2 separate regions of the Mus musculus genome follow, and region 1 is linked to region 2. The links are chromatin contacts, called in public promoter capture Hi-C maps. All regions are on one chromosome and are shown on one strand. The core of a region is the stretch at or near the end of the contact, and the rest is flanking DNA. Distances in the headings are between cores, read along the strand shown. Region 1 overlaps Epb41l2 (erythrocyte membrane protein band 4.1 like 2). Region 2 has its middle 27 kb from the start of Epb41l2.

The links. Capture Hi-C pulls out chosen DNA fragments and counts their contacts.
Region 1: a promoter capture Hi-C map of adipose tissue shows a contact between it and region 2. The contact joins two enhancer-like sites. A contact is called at or near these places in 1 of 15 datasets of contacts at CTCF or cohesin (large pre-B cells), 1 of 484 Hi-C or Micro-C datasets (the HPC-5 cell line), 1 of 115 datasets of contacts at active chromatin or transcription factors (bone marrow-derived macrophages) and 3 of 9 other capture datasets (adipose tissue, liver and pancreatic islet).

What each region holds. Positions count from the first base shown.
Region 1 is chr10:25,480,568-25,487,653 of GRCm38.p6, reverse strand. Epb41l2 (erythrocyte membrane protein band 4.1 like 2) reads right to left here. Exons shown (of 20, transcript NM_001199265.1): 11 at 3,274-3,446. Among named protein-coding and RNA genes, the nearest start is that of Smlr1, 52 kb to the left of the region's middle. Within about 2 kb of position 4,668, at least 4 of the 459 cell types and tissues checked have an H3K27ac peak or open chromatin away from gene starts, as enhancers often do. A contact at or near this core is called in adipose tissue, where this site is marked.
Region 2 is chr10:25,329,244-25,335,963 of GRCm38.p6, reverse strand. No RefSeq gene overlaps it. Among named protein-coding and RNA genes, the nearest start is that of Epb41l2, 27 kb to the left of the region's middle. Within about 2 kb of position 4,128, at least 145 of the 459 cell types and tissues checked have an H3K27ac peak or open chromatin away from gene starts, as enhancers often do. A contact at or near this core is called in adipose tissue, where this site is marked.

The sequences.
Region 1 (7,086 bases), core at 3,419-5,918, 150 kb before region 2:
TATGAGTCAATATAAAATTAAAAATTACAAAGCCAAGTTGACAATATGTTGATGGCACACATTTAAACACTCGCCCATTCTATTGTGTGGTAACCAAGTGATCTGCTCCAACCTAAGGTGAAGACCACAGCAGACACTGTTATGTGACCACTGCATGCAGTCTGTGGGCTTCCTGACTCAATCTTCTCTCACCATTCTCCGGGACCAGTTGATTCTTCAAAACTAACACTGCGCTCTGCACGGTAGGACCAACACACTAAGGATCCCTCCAAGGCTTCCTACAGAATGGAGCCAGCAAGCCTAGCTAGCAGCAGCAGGCTCGCCTACAAGGCCTGAGTGTGCTGTCTTTTTTCTGGTCTCTCACTTCCGAGCCGCTTTGCACCTTCCACTACCTGGGATGACCTATGTTCTCCTCTCTTGTCATGGCTGTCTCTCTTTCATCCTTCTAGGCATCTGAGAAGGCTTCCTTCCCTGAGGACTCTACTTACGCAGCCCAGCACCCCGTCTATTGATAACTCAGATTCAGAAAACACATGAAGATTGCTGTTGTTCCTAACCTCAGAGGAGGCTCCCTGCTTTACGACAGCTGCTCTGGGTGATCTTTACTTTTAAGTCTTCTGATGTCACCTTCAACTCTGCCTGTGATGCAATCACTAAAGGAAGATTATTCAACTATCTATATTGTTCAAACCTTCAAACACAACACACATCAGCAACACTGATGGAACCCTGATAAAAGGCTGGAGGAAGAAGCTCGGTGCTGGGTCAGAGCAGCTCTGCCATGCTGGGAAACAGAACACAGACCCCAGCCAGATTTCACTGCCATACTAGCAAGCAAAGTCTCCTACTTTTCACAGTAACACAATCATCCTTTTGATGCCCTGCCCATCCGATGGATCACAGTGTCCAAAGCACAAATGGGAAATAAAGGATTGGCGCTACGCCTATAGCTTTTCCTCGGGAAAACTGTTCACCTTCTGTAATAACTGCTCAATCAAGATGGCAGGTTTCCCAAAGAAGTGCACGGCCTACAAAGATGCCCTGGCTGACTGTCCTTCATTAGCTCTAACACAACATGAGAACTCTACGGCCTCCAGTCTTAGAACAAAAGCTGGCGACGGTCCCCAGAAGGCTCCTCTGGGGCAGAAACAACAGCAACTGCATCTACTCATGGCAAGAGCAGACTCAAGAGATGCCTACTCCAACTGGCACGTTTTGTTCAGACCTACTACGGAATATACTTAGTTGTTGTCTGACACTGCTAATTCTCTATAAATAGTCTTATCTGGAAATATGGACAATTATTTGCTTGAAGCCTGTATTTTTCTGGTGATTCCTTAAAAGTTTAAGGAAGACTCTTGTGCGTTAACAACCACATATATCAAAATAGCCACAAGCAAAGCCCGGGAAGTAACTGTGTGTGCCTGCACCTATTTAGTCATTTCTTCTACCCGGAAAAATAGAGCAAGGCTAACCTGTGAGAATCCTCTACTAACGAAAGAATGTTAGTCTAGGAATCATCTGTCTTATCTAAGTATTTAACATCTTACTATTCAAGTCCAAATTTCATATTTCTATAGTTATATAAAGAAACAACAATCAAAATGGTATTTTTGCTAATAGTGCAATAAAAATAAAATTTTTCAAACTATTCAATATTAATATTCAATATAATGAAAAAGGTTGAAACACTATTTTTCAATGAAAATTAATATTATTTTTGTTATATAACAAGAAAAGCAGTTTAACGGCCATCACTGGAAAGAGAGGCCCATTGGACACGTAAACTTTGTATGCCCCAGTACAGGGGAACGCCAGGGCCAAAAAGGGGGAGTGGGTGGGTAGGGGAGTGGGGGTGGGTGGGTATGGGGGACTTTTGGTATAGCATTGGAAATGTAAATGAGCTAAATACCTAATAAAAAATGGAAAAAAAAAGAAAAGCAGTTTAATAAAAATGTAACATCATCTTTTGTATAAAAACATTATTAATTCCTAATTTACTAATAAGCGATATGACAAATATGTGGAAAAGAAACATCACCTGAATCCATGAATGTTGCCATGCAAGACTACAAATATGTAGCTCACCAGAACTCTAAGAGAAACCATGAATATTTATACTATCTCCCCAGACACATGAGTATGTATTTCTTTTGTTATTGTTATTTAAAATCATATTTAAAGTTAATACTTTTGAAACCTAGAATGATTTCTCACATGTTTTGAGTCTGGTAAACTTCTGAAAGCACACCTTCAAATCTGAGTAGTTTATAACTGTTTTATAATTACTGGAATCCATGTGCAAACATACCCCAAAATTCCCATAGAGCAATGTGAGCAACTAACAAGTTTAAGAAATTAAACCATGGAGGCTGGAGAGATGGCTCAGCGGTTAAGAGCACTGACAGCTCTTCCAGAGGTCCTGAATTCAATTCCCAGCAAGTCACATGGTGGCTCACAACCATCTGTAATGGGATCCAGTGCCTTCCTCTGGTGTGCCTGAAGACAGCTACAGTGTACTCACATGAAAGAAAGAAAGAAAGAAAGAAAGAAAGAAAGAAAGAAAGAAAGGAGGGAGGGAGGGAGGGAGGGAGGGAGGGAGGGAGGGAGGGAGGGAGGGAGGGAGGGAGGGCAAGCAAGCATGCTTTAAAAAAATAATAATAAACAAATGAGGGGCTGGAGAGAAAGCTCAGTAGTTAAGAGCACTTAATACTCTTCCAGAGGACCACAAAAATGTATTAAAAAAAAGAAATTAAGCCACATTAGAGGTCATAATCAAATAAAACCAAGAGAAACATATTCATCCAATAGCTTATAAACACAAAAATACATACTATTTATGTATGCTGCCAACAACATACATAAACAATAACAACAAAAATGTATGTTCAGAGTGACAACCTGCATACAATTACTTTACTTTGAGAATAGCAACATTTTACTAATTTGGGGGTAACTGTCTATCACTTGAGACCAGTGCTCCTCAATCCTACGGGTTGTGACTTCTATGGGGGATCCATATCAGATATCCTACATATCAGATATTTACATCACAATCTATAACAGATGCAAAATTAGTTATAAAGTAGCAACAAAATGGTTTTATGGTTGGGGTCACCACAACATAAGGAACTGTGTTAAATGGTGTCAGCATCAGGAAGGCTGAAGACCACTGCTCTAGAGGGTGTCTCATGGTCTTATGACTAGATTATTGTTTTCTGACACCACTGGGCTAGAAAAGATGAGTAGAATCCAAAAGTATAAACGTGTTACCTCCGTCTAGGCTCCTCGAGACACGTTTACTAGAGGCACGCTCAAATTGTGGTGCCGGCCTGTCTATGAGGGTACTTGCTTCTCTGGTCTGTGCCTGCGTGCGGCCGCTGTAGCGGAATTTGGACCCCAGGGTCAAGAACTTGGTCTTTGGTGGCTGCTCTGGAGACACAAGCCTACAAAGAAGGAAAAAATAAAATAAAATAAGGACAAAGTCTTCAGGTGGATTAAGAAAACCAAACCACAGGTATGTATTTTAAGTTCTCATTTCATATATGATCAGTCAAAAAATTACTGCTCCACAGCCTTAATAAAAACATCCTTCCTATCTGTATGTGTGGTTTTCTTGTTGTTTTGGGTTTTTGAGACAAGTTGGCCTCCAACTCGTCCACTAAGTGCTGGGGCTGAAGTGCAGCACCAGATTGGGGGAGGGGGAGGTGGTCATAGGTAGTTTTGTAATAGTAATGTGCTCACATTTTTTTTTAAGCCCAACCAAAAGAGCAGCTGCTCTGAGTGTGTATCAAGAGTATTTATTTGATTTAGTGTAGATCACTTATGTAAACACATATGTCTGAATTTGTGCTGCTAGCTCTAAGTGTCAAGTAAAAAGCCCATTATCATTAGCAATTGTTAATGTTTATGCCTCTTTCTGGTAGGAAAAAACCCCATCTAAGTCAGGGAATCTATTCAGCTATGCAATCTGTTCCTGAAGAACAGGCAGTAGTTCTCAGAGGTGGCTAATATTCTTTCTTGCCGGTGTAACTCTACCAAGCAGTTGGGTTCATAATGCAAGAATTCAAACTTAATGACTAATAATTTTCTGATTTACGTAAAGCATGCTTTTAATAAGTACGCTTTTTTGATACAACTGAAATCATCTTTCCATTATCTGAGTCAGAAAAACACTTAACAAAAATATACTTTCAGAGATCTTACAATTTACTAATGAAGACTTTAGCTGAGAGTTCAAGAATATGGAGATTTCAATCATTTTCCAAGGAAAAGTCAGTTTTTTACAAGTTTTTTTTTTTTCTCCCTAAAATCATTCCAGGTATTCCCAGATCTTCTGCATAAGATTTTGGAAATCTTCGGCTTAGGGGAAGACGAGTTCTGAGTTAAGGTGGTAAGGAATAATCCTGCTCAGAGGGCATCTAAATCCTGTTTCCTCAGAGAGACAGTCAGGATCAAATAAGAGAAGCTAAGACATCAGGCTTTCTTGGCCCCATCTACTCATGTGGTGGACACATAAAGCCATGTGCATGTCATAAAGCACACTCCACTTTCTACCCTCAGAGATACAACAGAGCGCTGTGCTGAGAGCATGCACTCTGGGGGCTCTTCACCCCCGGCTGCCTCCTGATGGCTGGAGTCTCCCCAGCTCGCAATGCTTTATGAACATGACCTTGAACTGCTCTGCAGGAAAGCAATCAGTTATAGAAATGGGAGGAAGGCTGCTGGGCGGTACAGCCAGAGGTTGGGAAATACTCTCTAGCCAAATCCCATGGCTCCTTCTTGTCTGTCACTGAAATCCACTCAGGAATAGAGATTTAAAGACACATAGATCCTTCTTGTCTATTAACGAAGTCTACTCAGGAATAGAGAAGATTTAAAGACTCCTGCAACAAAGACACATGCACTGGGCCCTGAAAGAGATCTCAAAGAAAGATCTGAAATTACAGACAGGGCACCTGTTTTACCAAACTACAAGAAAACTTTAAAGATCACATATTTTCAAGAGATAATCCTCTTTCAAATTCTAATACATTTTCTGTTTTTTTTTTTGAACAAAATAGATTTAAAACAAACTTCTTATGCTTAAGAAAACAATTTTAAAGAAAATTTAAACTTTTTCAGGTTTGCAATTGTTAACTTACTTTTTGTAACTAGACCTGGGGCCCACTGTCACCTCAACTCTAGACACATCCAAACCACAGCTCAATGGGTTGCTTGCTTTGTTTTGTTTGAGGGTTTCACTATGTTGCTTGAGCTGGTCTTAAACCATGAACTCAAGTGACAGCCTGCCCCAGTCCTGTCTCTGTCTGCTCTCACTGTCGTTGTGCAGGTATATGCACCCGCGTGCACACACAATCACACACACACACACACACACACACACACCCGTGTGCACACACAATCACACACACACACACCCGCGTGCACACACAATCACACACACACACACCCGCGTACACACACAATCACACACACACACACCCGCGTGCACACACAATCACACACACACACCCGCGTGCACACACAATCACACACACACACCCGTGTGCACACACAATCACACACACACACACACACACAGAAAGCTGAATCACAGGCAGCACCTCGTCAGCACTCTCCTCTGACAGCTCAGGGATGCAGACTTGAAGCAACTTTTTTGTTCAGCGTATTGGAAATTTAGGAAAAAGCAAGTGCTGCAAGCCTTGACCTCTGAGCCATCACTAGAGCCGCTGCTGAAATGCTCTGTCTTAGGAGAACATAAAACAATTAGTCCTTAAAATGAGCTTGAGGGTGAGCTTGGTTTTGCTGTCCCTCCACCCAATCTGAAAGCTGCCCGTTCTCATTACCATGGGCTGAGAAGACATCTACTGTCCATGTCCACATGAAAGGATCGCTACAGAATCAAATGTCTTCTCATTCATTTTCTGGTAAGGTTAGAGTCAGTTGGTTACAGTTTAAGTATATATCCAGACATTTATCCATTAGAGCATTTTGTGTGAGATGTTTTACATACATCATCACTTATTTCTTTTTGGTCTTACTTCTATAAAACAACAAACCATTGCACTCTAAGACAATAAAGTGTGTCTAGCAATAACAGCATTCCTAGCACCTGTCATTTCCAACAGGATGCTTGCTGTTGGCATCATTCTTTGATGGCAAGCCTGCTCTCTGTCCACTCTAGACCTATAGGGCCGACGCCATTATCTAGCTTTATATGAGGCAGGCCCACACTTCTTCAGAAAACATTGATTCTAGCTACCAAGAAACATCTAAACTTTTCAAGGACTTCTACAATTATTATAGCTGAGTCAGACAGATTCAAATATATGCTGAATTATATGTCTTCTCTAAAATTAGCATATTAGAGTATTCTTGAAAATAAATCTGTTCCATTTCACTGCAAGAACCAGTCATTTGTAATAACTACAATGTTTTTAAAGTGGTACTGATGACATTATTTTTCATTATTATACACTAGAAACAGCTTGTTTGCTTCTCATGTAAAATCTCATTTAATTTTGAAAACAAGCCCATAAAGAAATAAAGGACCCTTTATTAGTATCACGCAGGGATAATGAAGGGGAAACAGAGGCTGTCTAGCTTGTCACTATTCCATGGCTAGTGTGGCAGCACAGTGCTTGGTCCTAAGTCTGGAGACAACACTTAACCCCATCTGGCTTGATAAACCAGTGAGCAAAGGCAGAGGAGATGAAGGCAATGAAGGCCAGCAAACGACTTGGCAAAGAGCAGCCCTGAGGAAGGCCTTAAGGAGATAATACAAGAGCTGTGGCCTGGAGTCAAAGGAGGTTTGGAGAGTTTGTTGGTATTGTTGCATGGTTATTTCTCTATGTAGACAAGGCTAGCCTTGAACTCAGAAAGCCACCATGCTTCTACTTCCCACGTACTGAGATTTGAAGTTTAGGAGCTCTTAGGGGAATTTTTTTAGTTTGGGGCTTTTGCTTTGGAAAGCATGGGTATGTAACTGGCCAAAGAAGCCAGAGGTATCTATGGTAAAGTAAATTTGCCAAGCAGGATGCCTTGATGTCTTCTAGACTGACTGTGTTGAGGCCTCTGAGCCCT
Region 2 (6,720 bases), core at 2,879-5,378:
TCACATGTGCACATGTCCATTGATAAGTTGTGCTGTTGCTTGTATTCTTCACCTATTTATAAGAAGGACCAGTCCAACCCACACTGTTATGCTGTTCAAAAATAAATATGTATAGAGTAAAGAGAGCCAGAGAGAAATGGGCATTTCCTTACATATTTTCTTTAAAAGTCAATAATTATTTCTAAACACAAAGGAAAACCGTGGTTGACAGATATTAAATACAGTTGCTCATGTAAGCAATTAAAAATACATACAATATTTAATTATGACAACTAAGCTTTCTTTAAAAAAAAAAAAAAAAAAAAAAAGACTTTCTCCAGAGTGTTTTGACACATGCCTGTAATTCTAGCCCGTGAGAGGATAAAGCCTGAAGACCAAGTTCAAGATGACTCTGGAATATGAAGAGAGCTCTAGGCAAGCCTGGGCTAAACATGGAGCCACTGTTTCAGCAAGCAAAACCAACCAAAGCAAAATAAAATCATGCAAAAATTTCTGAAATGACAGAAAGAGCTGGTAAGTCAGATAGCAGCCAATAACAGGCCAAAGGATAAGATCAAAGTCGATCCAACAAAAATAGTGTTAAAGGCCCTATGTGTGCTATTTTAAAGCGGGTTATAACACTTTGACACAATTTGAAATTCAGTCACAGAATGAGAGAGTGTAAAATTCCTTGCGGTATGAGGGCCTTGTAGTAGCAAAGAGCTATCACCACTGGCAGATTACAGAGAATTTTTCTCAATATCTGGATTTTTTTTTTTAACTTAAACTTTAAAAAGTAAATTTAGCTGTGAAGCAACCTTACAGAACTGGTACCTGGGAATTAGGCCATTTAGTCCTTGTGAAATAGAATCTTCTTTTTAAATTTTATTTTATGTGCATGAGTGTTTTGCTTGCATATATGTCTGTGTGCCATGTGCATACAGTGATCACAGAGGCCAGAAGAAGCCATCAAATCCCATGGGACTGCAGTTAGAGAGTATTGTGAACCACCATATCATATGGGTGCTGGGAACTGAACCTGGGTCCTCTGGACGAGCAGCCAGTACTCTTAACTGTTGAGCCACCTCTCCAGCCACCTTCACTAGATTACTTGGAGATCTAGACAGGGGACTTTGGCCAGAGGAGACGGCTCAGTGGGTAAAGTGCTTGCCTCGAAAGTACCAGTCTAACTGGGATAGTGGCACATGTAGTTCCAGGACCCAAGAGGCAAAGACAGGGTGTGATGCTCTCTGGTCAGCCTGCCTTGCCTACTTGGTAATATCTAGACCAATGAGATATCCTGCTTGCAAAGCACGGTGGATGGAACTTGGGGAAGAACAGTGGAAGTCATTCTCTAACTTCCACATACAAGTAGACTAGTGTGATTGTGCATAGCTCCCATGCACATGTTTACACTCACCACACACATACCACACACACACACACTCCCCATATACACACGTAACACACACTCAAGACATACACACATTCACCACACACACACACATTTACCACATACACACACACACACACTCACTAACCATACACACACTCAACACACATATCCTCACCACAAACACACTCAACACATACACACACTCAACACACATTCACACACTAAGCGTATACTCAACACATACACACATTCACCACACACACTTAACACACACACTCAACACATACTCACCATACATATACTCACTGAACATACACATATATATACCAAACACACACATTCACACACTCATCACACATACACACACCGAATAAATGAATAACACACACAAAGGCATGGAATGCACACAACTGGTATAAATATAACATGGAAATTATAAGAGAGAGAGAAAAAGAGAGAGGAGAGAGAGAGAGAGAGAGAGAGAGAGAAAGAGAGAGAGAGAGAGAGAGAGAGAGAGAGAGATTAGACATATCCTTTTTCCAACAGAGAACTTTTTCCTCCCCTGGACAGATGTTATTTATTTTGACGTTATCTGAAGTCCACATAAATTGTTTAACTCAGCAGCAGTGGCCTGTGAGTTGAGAGCTAGGTGACCACACTTGACCTTCTTACTGGAGAAGACCTCCTTTGATGTCATTCAGTGTTTCCAGCCTCCCACAGTCACCAATCAGTGAGTAAACATTAAGATGAGGACATATGAACATGGGAAGTGAGTTTGCCATTATTTCTTTCTCATTTCCTTTATAGCCTTATACAAACATCTATCATCCCATATTTACTATGAGACTATAAACACAAAAACTACTTTGAAGTTATGACTTCAAAAGTTTTGGACGTTTCGAAGTCTAATGTGGAGGGAAGACTTACTCTAACATAAGTCCTATTTAATCAGCAAAGAACTCCAATAATTTTCAAACTTTCAAAACAAAATTATCTTCACATCTGGAAGCTATTACAGAACTCAGGGAACCATGCCATGGTTATACTCAGGAAGATATTCACATTATAAATTTTACTATAAATTTATACTTTACAAATTTCATATAAAAACAGATCTGTGGAAAGTAAAACTAAATCTGCCATTGCTGCTTGACTCTTGTTTCTCTCACTAATTAGTCATATCGTCATCAAAATATAACGTTACTGGGGGTGAACCATGACTTAGCACTCATCTGAAAGGGTAAAGGGGACGCTTGCTTTTATGAAATAGTGTATGTATATAGTTACTGATTTGTATGCTCATATAAGATACCACATAAGTACACCTTGATTTGCACTAAATATATTAAAATATGATTGACAGGGAGACTGGAGAGATGGCTCAGCAGTCTTTTCCAGAGTTCCTGATTTTAATTCCCAGCAAACACATGATGGCTCGCAACCATCTAAGATGGCATCTGATGCCCTCTTCTGGTGTGCATGAAGACAAAGCACTCATGTATCTAAATAATCAAATATTTATCAAAATCAAAACTAAAATATGATTGGCTTTCAAGTCAGCCTGAGCCTTCAGGTCTATGTTATAGGAAGAGAGTGAGTTTGCCATCTACCCAGAGCCATGGCATTCTCTGCATGGAACAGTGATAGCTTTACAGTGCAAGACGAGAAAGTGAGAGACAGGCTAAGTGTTGCTTATCTGAAATGCTTATAACCGACGAAGTTTTAAATTTTGAGGTATTTGCATGTATTAGATGTATCCATCCTATTGGCCTAATTTGTCCTAGGATAGCTGTGGATGCGTCCATACACATCTATAGATGATAAAATCACATGTAATGTCCAGAGGTTTGATCTTACGTATAACGATGAATTTCGGGGGTGAGATTTGGGTCCTAACATGTAAATAAAAGGTAATTAAAAATCATACATTTCTTGCTCTATTTTGTGTTCATGTTACTGTGTACATAGGAAGATCAGAGGACAACTTGTAGGAGCCTGTACACTTTTTCTAGCATGCATGCTCTGGGGTTTGAACTAGACCCTCAAACGTGGCAGCAAGCACCTTTACCAAATGGACCACCATCTTACCACCCCTGAAAGTAATTTTATCTAGTGTTGTGTGTGTGTGTGTGTGTGTGTCTACACAAGGCCACCTGTAGACTTTCCTACAGTTGCTGTTGTGTTGGTACAGAAAAAAAAAAAACCTTTGGGATTTCAGAGCTTTATTTTTTATTTACTTATTTATTTTTGACTCTAGTGATTAACCTAGGGCCTTTCACATGCTAGTCATGTGCTCTATATTAAGCTGCAACACTAGACTTCTTTTGTTTTATTTTGAACCAAGATCTCTTTAAGAAGCCCAGATAGGCATTGAGTTTGAGCTTCCTGCCTCAGCCATCTGCGTAGCTGGGATTATGAGTGAGGTTTTTTTTTTTTTCTTCTTCAGATTATAGAGGATAAAACTTAATAGAATGAAGTGACTAACAGTGTCCAGTTATTATGCCCAATGAGATCCCTTCCTCCCTCCCTCCCTTCCTACTGCCTCTTAACACTGGTGTCAATACGTTACCCAGGCCTTTCATGCTAAGGAGATGTCACATGAAAGTCTGTGATTAACTTCCTTACCATTGCTAATATTGTGAAACCCTAAGCAGCCTCACACATGCTCATTTCTGGGACAGGATACAGGAAGAAAGCTGTCAGTACATTGTATTCGCTTGTTGCTTAGAGACAGAGGAAGAGGACGCTTCTGTCTTGAGCCCTGATCTGAGTCATACAATGTATCACGTTTATAACATTCATTCACACTTATCCTTACTGCTCAGGGATACTGACTATAAAGCTCACATCCTTTTTGTTAGAAAACTCTGTCACTGGCTTATATAGTGTGCACAGTTGTGTTAATGGAAAAGTGCACGTCCAAAGAGTTTTTTTAAACTACTTGAGCTCAAAATGGATACGGTGCTGGTGGCTATTTAAAAACAAAAAGTGAAAGAGAAGAACTGAGGCATCTAAATAGCCCAGCAGCAGTGTTGCCAAGAAACTGCTCACTGATCCCCTGAACTGTGGAAAGAGAGCAACACAGCAGTGGAGACTCAAAGTGAGGCCTTAGGCCAGAACGGACAAAAACACAAGGGGAACTGCGAGAGCCTGTGCTCAGCTGTAATGGAAGCAGGCTCAGTCACATCTGTGACTAGTGTCTGGAAAGACTAGAACGTGGTAACTCATGAGTTAAACCCCCAGAATACAACAAGCCTCCCCAGATGTGGGCAGCTCCCTAAAAAAGCATTAGTCTGGATGTACAAACTAGGCCAGGAAGACCACTCCCTCCCTCGTGGTTATCGTCAGCTCCCAGTCCACTTGTTTTCTCTATAGAGCCGTTCCTGCAATCCAGAGGCAGAGCTGCCTGCCATTCCCATTTCAGTGCATGCACACCGGTTTAGTGATTGATAGAAAAAATATCACAGGAACAGTTCTCATTTTCTTTCTTTCTTTCGTATTTTACTATTATTCTTAAAGGTTTCATTCTTTACCTTTTACTGGCCTGGTACTCATGAGACAGCCCAGACTGGTCTTGATCTTGTGTCAATCCTCCTGCCTCAGCCTCCAGACTGCTGAAACTACATGAGAGTACCGCGCCTGACTGAAGGAACAGATTTTATTACTTGATGGATGTAGCTTTCTTTTTTACCTGGATGTAACTTTATAATAACTTCTGCTGTTTTGCATCTGGTCTTAAAAGCTTGTTATTAAGAAATGATAAATCGAGTTTAGATTTGGTTTGATAGCCAAACAAGTTATGTTTGAAAAATAAACCTTGGTTTCCCCTTCTATATATGCATGATGAGAATTCAAGCAAATGATCTAGCTTCTCTGAGCTTAGATTCCCTCATCTGAGCACATAGACATTACTACTAATAACTATCTTTGGACAAAGACTGACAAACGGAGACAGCTGTCATGTTGAGCATTACAGTCAAGCCAGGCCCCTCAACACCTCAGCCGTTAGCTCCCCAGGTACTGGCCTACTGACTGTCCTTGCCCAATATTTCAAGGTGTGTTTCCTTTCAGCACCTCAGCTGTGTTCTGATCATGGCCTAAACCACCATCATCTCTCCTCTGCGTCAGTGAAGTGCCCTCCTAAGTATTGCAACACTTGAAACCATCAAGACTGTAACCATGAGCATCCAAATGAAAGTCAAATCCTGTCAACGGGAGTTGGCCCACCTGTTCTTCCTGTCCCCGCACACTGATGCTCTTGAGGTTCCCCCACCCTCTGGATTCCACCCACTGCTCTTCCTTCTGGATCGCATGCACAATTAACTCAGAGGCATCTTTCCCACGCATAGAACCCTCTGCTGCCTGGAACGTCCTTTTCCCTCAAAAGAGTCTGATACTCTCTCTCCTCCTTCAGGTCTTTATTAAAACATGTCCTCAAAAGAGCCTTCCCTCACTCTTTCAAGATTCTGCGTCCCCCTCTGACTCTGTCTCTGTCTCCCTCTCTCCTTATTCCGTCCCTTCCTCCCTCTCTCCTTTCTATTTTTCTTTGCTTTTGTTACAATCTAACCCTCTATATGCTAGTTCTTTATTGTTTAAGCTATCTTCACTAGTACGGGCTCTGTGATTCTAGTCTTGTCTTATAGCTAGCATATAATAACTATATGTCCTAATATTGTAGTAACTGAATTGATAACCTAGTCCATCTATCTATAAATGAATGAGCAATGTGACCAAGCCCGCTCAGTCAGTCAACAGCTTCTCCAGCACAGGAGTGAGGATTAAAAAGAAAAAAGACAGTTAGACAATGGAGCATGACCCAGTCAATTCTGAGACTGAAGGCAAATTTAATTTTCCCAATCCACTTTTTATACCATTTTTAATTACATGCAAGTACTAAGGGTGAACAGTACAATAAGGAACTAACATGGACAATAGTCATGAAACAAGCAAAGTCCCATGATCTCTCTAGTGATGCTGTTTCTAAGGATGATCAAGATATCTGAGCCTACTTCTTTGTTCTACCCTAAAACCAGATTCTTGCTTCCTTGTCCTTGGCCAATGTCAGATTCCTGCCTGAAGCCCATTTCCTTATCCTTGGCCAAGGATAGACACCTGCCAAGCGGCACCCCAAAAAGGCTCTCCACAGCAATGAATGTTGGAGCAACAGAATGGTGGGGAATACCATAGAGTAGCTTAACATACGTGTATCTATAGTGATATTCTACATCTGTACTAAGATAGATCAGCTTAGATATAACTTACAGTACATCCTGTTGAAAACTCATCCTGGTGATTAATTATGGCCACTAAGAAAACCTTGGACTTTGCTATTGGAGTAATGATTC